2 separate regions of the Mus musculus genome follow, and region 2 is linked to region 1. The links are chromatin contacts, called in public capture Hi-C maps. All regions are on one chromosome and are shown on one strand. Each heading gives the region's core, a stretch centred on a gene start, on an enhancer-like site or on the middle of the called end of the contact. The rest is flanking DNA. Distances are from core to core; before and after follow the strand shown. Region 1 overlaps Plg (plasminogen). Region 2 overlaps Airn (antisense Igf2r RNA).

Evidence for each region. Capture Hi-C pulls out chosen DNA fragments and counts their contacts.
Region 2: a capture Hi-C map of embryonic tail shows a contact between it and region 1, with 3 times the contacts expected there. The contact joins two enhancer-like sites. A contact is called at or near these places in 1 of 15 datasets of contacts at CTCF or cohesin (the NIH/3T3 cell line), 35 of 484 Hi-C or Micro-C datasets (the AML12 cell line, B cells, the Ba/F3 cell line and 22 more), 7 of 115 datasets of contacts at active chromatin or transcription factors (the HPC-7 cell line, T-cell acute lymphoblastic leukemia, cardiomyocytes and 3 more) and 3 of 9 other capture datasets (embryonic stem cells, embryonic tail and embryonic trunk).

The regions. Positions count from the first base shown.
Region 1 is chr17:12,413,599-12,417,686 of GRCm38.p6, forward strand. It overlaps Plg (plasminogen), which reads left to right. Exons shown (of 19, transcript NM_008877.3): 17 at 580-686. Among named protein-coding and RNA genes, the nearest start is that of Plg, 37 kb to the left of the region's middle. Within about 2 kb of position 2,038, at least 48 of the 459 cell types and tissues checked have an H3K27ac peak or open chromatin away from gene starts, as enhancers often do. A contact at or near this core is called in the HPC-7 cell line, fibro-adipogenic progenitors and uterus, where this site is marked.
Region 2 is chr17:12,789,686-12,793,588 of GRCm38.p6, forward strand. All of the region lies in intron 1 of Airn (antisense Igf2r RNA), which reads left to right. Among named protein-coding and RNA genes, the nearest start is that of Igf2r, 22 kb to the left of the region's middle. RefSeq lists an enhancer at 32-3,385. Within about 2 kb of position 2,051, at least 190 of the 459 cell types and tissues checked have an H3K27ac peak or open chromatin away from gene starts, as enhancers often do. A contact at or near this core is called in the HPC-7 cell line, fibro-adipogenic progenitors and uterus, where this site is marked.

The DNA of each region.
Region 1 (4,088 bases), core at 788-3,287:
CAGAAAGGCACCCTCTTACATTGAATAGCAAGTCACAAACCACAGGACAGGGCTCAGTTGGTAAAGCACTTGCCGCACGAGCGTGGAGACCCAAGCTCAAATCCCCAGTGTTATGTCAAACGCTTGGCATGAAGATATGCACCTGTAACCCCAACACTGGGGCCCAGGGGGAGACACAGGAGGACTCCTAGAGCTAGTCTCGCTGACTCAGTGAACTCCAGGTTCTGTGACAGACCCTGTCTCCAAAACTGAGGGGATGAACAATTGAGGAAGACACCTGAAACTGATCTCTGGACTTTCTATGCATATGCACAAGTGTGCATTTGGTTCCTGCATGGACACATGCGAACAAACATACATCCCCTCCCATACAATGGATTCTTTAGCTTGTAGGACATTGTAGAGTACTGTGAGAATGAAGGGTTTTCTATACTGTTCTATGTCAGTGAAGTAAAGAGATACCAGCCTGAGGAATGCTGGGACACAGAGGAGGGTACACTCGGCTGTGGGTGATCTGCAGGTGAAGGGTGGGGGTCTCCTGCAGAGCAGTTGACGCAACATTTGATATACTCCTTTCAGCCCAGCCACCATCACGGATAAAGTCATTCCAGCTTGTCTGCCATCTCCAAATTACATGGTTGCTGACCGGACAATATGTTACATCACCGGCTGGGGAGAGACTCAAGGTGAGACAAACTGGCCTTGACTACAGACTGTACGGCAAAAGGAACCGTTCAGAGTGAGTTGTAGCAAGTCCTGCCTGTGAATGTGGCCCAGCCCCTTTCTAGATTTGTCTGGGCACTTGCTACATCTCCATGATCGGTCACCAAGACTTGAGGAGGATGCCAGGGAGTGTCCCTTAGACTCTTCTGGCCCACTGTTGCCTTTTGCCCAGGGGAGAGGGCTTCGGCACAATCCACAGATTAGCCTCGACTTAATCATGTGACTTTACTATTTTACGTTCTCAAAAACAGAATCACAACATAAACTGTAGCTAAACCAGTCTTTCCAAATACTCATTATAGTTAATATGTGTGAGAGGCCATTAGTATGGGATAAGCTGACAACTGGGAGGGGGAGAGAGGCCCCAGGTGTCCTGGTACAGCTGACGGGGCAGGAAGAGAGCTCTGTGCGGGCTTCCCCATCACAATCTGTATTTACTTTGGGGACTCTCTTTCAAAGAACGATTTTGTGGAACACACACACACACACACACACACACACACACACACACACACACAATGGCTAGGCTTGATCATTCCAAACTTGGCTTCTCCCATTTCCCTGATTTCCTGTCTCCTTTTCCCACACTTCTGATTCTGCAGCATTGAGGTCCTGGAACAGGAACTTTGGAACCTTGGAAACTGATGTTTTACCCATGGAAGTGCTAGGTCGTCCTTAAGTGGTTTGCATTTAAAGAAAAAAACCTGTGTGCTACAAACTCATGGGAGTTAGATGTTGTTCCTATGTGCAGACGAGGAGCCTGATGTTCAGAGACGGGGGAGGGGTGGGGGGAGGGGTGCGGGTGTGTGTGTGTGTGGAGGAAGGTACAGCAGGAAAAGCAGAGGCTGGCTGCAGAGACCTGGGGAGGAGCCCCGCTTCCCGCTCACCAGCTGTGGACAGTTAGGGAGATCTCCCTAGTGGTCTCCTAGGCTGGAGGCCTGCTGTAGGGCTGTGGTGGGAGAAGCAATGAGAGAAAACCCAACTCCAATTGATTTAAGCAGAAGGAGAGAAATTTCTAGTGATCAAGAAAGTCAGACCTCTCTAGTGCTGGCCTGGGACCTCGGGCTCTATCCAGCCACCATCTGGGAGTCATTCAGGTCACACGAGGATCGTGGCTACAGATGTTGGGTTACTTTTGGCTCTCTCAATGGGAATAAAGGGTGTCACTTTTCCCACAGTGGGAACAATAACCTGCCTAGGCTGGGAAAGCTCAGACTCTGGTCCTGAGCCACGTTTTTCTGAACCAGTTCCGCCTGGCTCAGACCTTTGCTACATGATCTGCTCTGTAGTTGGGGGCAAGGCCCACGCACGCCCGTACACAACAAGAGCTGATCCCTCAGCCGCCCTTGGAATGTTGAGTGAAAGGCTTCTAAGCCCCGCCTCCCCACCCCCAAAATCAACTTTGTGATTGATCTTCATTGTCAACTGGACAACTAGGAGACATAGCTCTGGACATACCATGGGCATTTTGGGGGTGGGGGGGATGGTAAGAGGGGGAGGTAGCCCATTGAGCACCAGAACCCCCTTTCTCTGTTCCCCGTATCCATAAAGACCTGAGTAAACATACTTCTGTTACAGTTGCAAACTGCAGCTGCTGCTGCTGAGCCCAGCTTTTTCCAGAGTTTTGTAGCATGCCTTTGCTTTGCTAGCACAGAGCAGCCCAGAAATCACGGACAGTCCCTTCCCCAGACGCTGTGGCTAGACTTGTCTCTATCACCAACATCAACATCACCAACATCCCCATCATTCACAGTCACCCTTATCACCATCATCGTCATCATCATTTCCACCTCACCATTACTAGATGGCAATAACGACATCTAGTCAATCAGCGATTTTAGCTTCCTAGGTAAATCTCTCTTCACTTCACGCCTCAGGCTTTCTCAGATTTTCAAACTCCAATGGCTAGCTGGTGTTGAGGCTGAGGATTCTTCTAGATTGGTTTTTGCTGTCCTCCTGGATTTTCAGGGGGCCTGACTACTGCTAGACTTAGCCTGGTGCCCCCCCACCCCCCCCCAGTAGGGCTTTTGCCCCTAGGTCATTTACTAGTACCCTTCAGGCCTCCAGAGATGCCTTCTCTCCTTTGGCCACCAGATGGCAGCATATCTTCACAGACCACAACGTCCTGTAAACCACCCAGAGGTGGTTTCCTCAGGGCTCAGAACAATTTCAGCCTAATATGTATCTCCACTCCTGGACTTAGTTCGAGCAATGCCCACCATCCCTTCTGGTCCCATGACCTTAAGACATGTCTCTTCCAGCTCCTATAATCACCAGACAGATTACACATTTTTCTGAACCTAAGACAAGTCTAGTCCAAGTGTCAGGGGAAGGCACTGTCCTTTATTTCTTGGCTGCTCTGTGCTAGCAAAGCAAAAGCGTGTTACAAAACTCTGGAGAAAGCTGGGCTTGCAAACTGGAAAGCTGGGTTCTCGTCAAGCTCGCTAAGTCCTGGGTGGATCCCTCTGCACAACAGCCCTTCCTCTGGCATTGCTGCAAGTGTTCTGGCTCAGTCTGGCGTCTGGCACACAAAAGCAGCAGGGTTTTTTTGTTTGTTTGTTTGTTTCTGTTTTGTTTGTTTGTTTTTGTTTTTTAATATATAAAGAAGAGATACAACTCATAAATCGAGTAAGGGATTAAATGTTCCCTTTCTCTCATTGCTGGAGAAATATAGATTAGAAAAATGAATCAAAACAATTTACACCTATTACATTAGCTAGTTAAAAATTATTAATATTTTAATAATAGTTCAACGTGGACACTCGTGAGGGTGTTATGGACTGATGTTTTCTGGTGTGTTTTCTGGCCATACCTATCTCGAAAATATCCTGAATATAAACATGTATATGTTGTTTCTGAGAACTTAGACTTAAGAAAATATCATGGGCTGAAAATAGATGGCAGAGGTAGAGGTGTGGAGCCTTTGTGAACAGGGAGTGGGGGCGGGAAGGGCCCACAGCTCCAAGTTCCAGGTAAACACTGTCCACACTAAGCCTTGGTTTCCTTAATTGCCTATCAGGAATCATAGAAGTTGCTACTTTCTGGAACTGGTGCAAGAAGTAAATGAATTAATTAGATGAATTAAATGAAATTGTACTATGTTACCAGCTTGTTCCTTGAACAGTTAATGATTAGTCAAAGATATGGCTTTGGGGAGGCCATTAGTATCCACACATAAAAGGGACAGTCTGAAATGCCTGCCGTCCGTTTACAGTGTGGAGCGACCATCGTTGTCTTTCTAAACCATTTCCCTAATGGCAAGAGAAAACCCCACGACCACTAGATAATCATTCTCCACTCAGCTATCAGGGAGATTGTGGCATTATTAAAATGTCCCAAGGTCTGGGGAGATGGCCCAGTTGGTA
Region 2 (3,903 bases), core at 801-3,300, 380 kb after region 1:
ACTTTTATTTTATCCCACTGGTTATTGAAATATTCTAATATGCCCGTTGGTCCTGGTGTCTTTCAGAAATTGGGTATCTGAATCTACCATGCCCCAAACAATTATTCTGAGCAGTGATGGACTTCCTCTAGCCATACTCTTTAGAACCAGGCTCATGTAAGCCTGTGTGTAAAATGAGATAGAACGTTACTAGAGGCTTCTGGGTCATCATAGACATGGTTTTCATTTTCTCCAGCCCTGCTTTCAGCCTCCCCCTTTTCCAGACTTATTTACTTTATGGGTTTGCATGCTTTACCCACGTAGCATGCACATGCCTGGTGTCAGAGAAACTCAGGCGAAGGCATCAGATGCCCTGAAACTGGATGTTGTGAACCACCTTGTGAGCAACAGCTACTCGCAGGCAGTCACTGAGCCCCTTTTCATATTCACATGATTTTTTTTTTCCTTTGGGTGGTATGGATGTTTTGCCTGCATGTAAGTGTGCCTGGGACTGGAAGAGGCCAGAAGATGCCCCCGGAATTGGAGCTACAAACAGTTGTGAGCTGCCATGTGGGTACTGGGAATCAAACCCAGGCCCTCCCAAGGAGCCCCCAAGCACTCTTGACCACTGAACAATCTCTAGCCCCTGAAACACTTGTTTCTAAGAATGGATCAGTTGTCACAGAGGTTGACTCATGCAAGCTTAGGTCAGCCTCATTCTATTTTGGCATGGCAGAAATGCCAGCTCAGGCACAGAAACTCCCCTGGCAGATCTGGGGACAGTGGGTTTATGGGCTCCCATCCCTGCTTCCTGTCCACCCTTTGACTTTGGACTGGTTGTTTAATCTCCGTTCCGCTTTCTTCATCCAGAGCAGAGGTCAGCAAACTCATCAAAGGGTCAGGCCGTAAACTGTTTAAGCTGTATGGATCCTATGGCTTTCCGGCACAGCTACTCAGCTCTGCCCCTGTGGCATGAGAACGGCCTCAGGCAACGTGTGAGCCTATGTACGTGGCAGTGAGCCAAGAAAGCTTCACTTTTGAAAATAGCCAGATATGGTTCCATGTCTATAGCTTGCCAGCCCCTGATCAGATGACGCCCCCCTCCCCAGCCCCCTGCAAATGGAAGAATGTGGAAGACTTTACGGTTGACTGTTCAGTGTCTGTCACACTCCAGCTGATAGTGTAAGCCAAACAAACATGTCCATCCCCCGGGTACACTTAAGCCTGTGTGTGAAAGATGTAAGGAGATGATTACCAGAGCTCCTGGGAAGATAGCATTCATGCTGCCATGGGAAGTTGACCTCTCTCTAACAACAGGCATGGGCAGGAAGCTGACAGGATTAGTAGGGGCTGACACTGCTATCAGCCTTGGGGCACTTTGATCACAAGGCTGGGAGAGAGGAATCTCACTGGACTTTTTTTTTTTTTTTAACCTGAGCTAGGAAATCTTCCATCTCCTCTTTATTAACTTGGAATTGGGTCATCTGTTACTTCAGCTAACGGGATCCCTGGTGGAAACCTCGTTGGAAGAGCTGTTATGAGACCCACTAGGAAAGCATGTGACCGTCGCCTGCTAATTAAAAGGCTTGCCACTGAAATAATCAGCAGGCACATGCCCCTGGCACACGGATTCCAGGGAAATGCAAGCCTTTCATCTCTCTTCCATAGTATCTTTTTTCAGTTGTAAATTCTTGGTTCAGTTTGCTTGAAATTCCCAAGCTACATAAGAAATAACTTAGTAGAAAGAAAAGGAAGAAAACTGTGAGAAAACTACAAGTCTCTCTCTCTGGGCCTCTTCTTTTCTTTTTCCCCTCCCTCTTTCATTTCCTCTCACACACACTGGCCTCTAGCTCACTGGTCTCTTACCTCAGCCTCCTGGGTGCTGGGATTACAGGCCCAAGCCACTACGTCCAAGTTTGACTATCAAATTTCTTCCAGCATAATGTTGGCTCTTTCAAAGATTCTTTTCCCTCTCTCCCATTGTGGATGACATCATGGAAAGAGTGTGTCGGAGCTAGCCAGACAGGAAGCCTGAGAGACAGGCCCAGGCATGTACCTTTATAAAAACACTCTCTCAAGAGCCCAACCAGGGTATCACGGGCCCCACATCCATTCCTTCCTTCCTGAGCGCTACATCCCCCAACCCCTGAGGCCAGGTTCTACCTCCTGTAGATACCATCACATCTTAAAGTCACCATGCTAAGGACTAAACCCCCGACATGTGAATGCTTAAGGAACAAATGGAATCCAAACTCCAAGAGACTGAGGTGGTTTATTAAGCTAAAACAGTTAGACAGGCCAGTATGCCAGATCACTATAACCAGAAAAGTTAGATAGGCCAGTATGCCAGATCACTATAACCAAAAAAGTTAGATAGGCCAGTATGCCAGGTCACTATAACCAGAGCCCTCGCAAGGCTGAGACAGGAGAATGGCTACAAGTCTAAATCCAGCCTGGTCTATATAGCAAGAACCAGGCTAGCTGGAGCTATAACTCATAATAATAATAATAATACATGCTAAGTATAAAGTCAAAATACATAGCCCCACCAAAGAGGTTTAGCAGGAAAAAAAAGCAGTATTTTTTTCTATTTCTTTTCTTTTTTTGTTTTACTCTTTCCATGATGACCTAGATACACAGTGATGGGAATTTTGAAAAGGAAGTAAATCAGTATAATATTTCATAACTTGTATTGCTTGCAACCATCCTATAACCAGGGATGAATTACAAATCACAACTCCAATTCAGTTTGTCCAAATCTACATGGTATCAGCAATCTGTAGCCTGGGGGTTGACAGTCGATGAAACCTTTCAGGGACCAACAATTAGCACCGACAATGCCAAGAAGTTTGAGCCGCTTGCCTAAAACGTAGAATAAGGAAGCGGAGGAGTCTGGAGTCACATCCAGGACTATTGGACTCCAGAGGCGTTTTAGAAAACTCATCTCAGAGCAGAAACCATGAGAAGCAGGAGCCTGCCAGCTGCTCTTGTTTACACAGTTCTGTTGGCTCTGGAACACAGTTCAAGGGTTGGGCAGGGTGTGGCCATCTGGAGAGGCACGTGCTGAACCTTGAACAGGCAAAGTGACAAGGCATCCAGCCTGTGAGACTGCAGGATGAGAGCCAGGATCAGGGCACAGGACCTGTGTCACTAGCCTTGGTCCCCCACAGAGGGGGCCATGCTAGCCTAGGTTCACCCATGTCAGATTAACAACAGAATGGGGGAGGGGGTGGCTCAAGGGAATCCTCTTTCTGATCCACTTTTCTTCCGTCCCACCAGCTCACTCATCCCTTCCTCCATTTTGACACGTTTACAGTTCTTATCTCCATCAGCTGTGTCTCAGGCTTGCCACACAACAGTGTAGACGCTCAGATAAGTCATCCTGGTACCCAGCAAGACCTTGGAAGAACAGTCCTAAGCAGGATGCAAAAGTAAACTTTTCCCCCGTTGGATTGATTCAATCCTGGTATTTTTCTGAAGTAAAAATAAAAACAAAAACAAAACAACAACAACAAAAAAAAAACCAAACCAAAACAAAACAAAAAAAACCTAAACCCTGAATGGCATACCTTGCTATTGTGAGAGTCCGTGGACTTTGTTCATCGCTTCAGGCAGAAAATTCTCTTTTTTTCCATATTGTTCACCATCTTGCCTTTGGGATTTTTTTTTTTTTTTTTTGATAGAGTCTCAAGTAACCTGAACTGGCCTCAAACTTGCTATGTAGTAAGAGGTACCTCGAACCTCTAACCTCCTGTCTCCACTTCCCAAGTGCTGACATTATAGGCATGTACCACCATTCCTGGTTTATGTGGTACATGCAAGCCTGGTCAGCACTCTTCCAATTAAACTTTACCCATAATCCTTATAATACATTCTTCTGGTTGGGTCTACATGAGTTCGGCCTGTCTTCATTCCTCTTAAAAA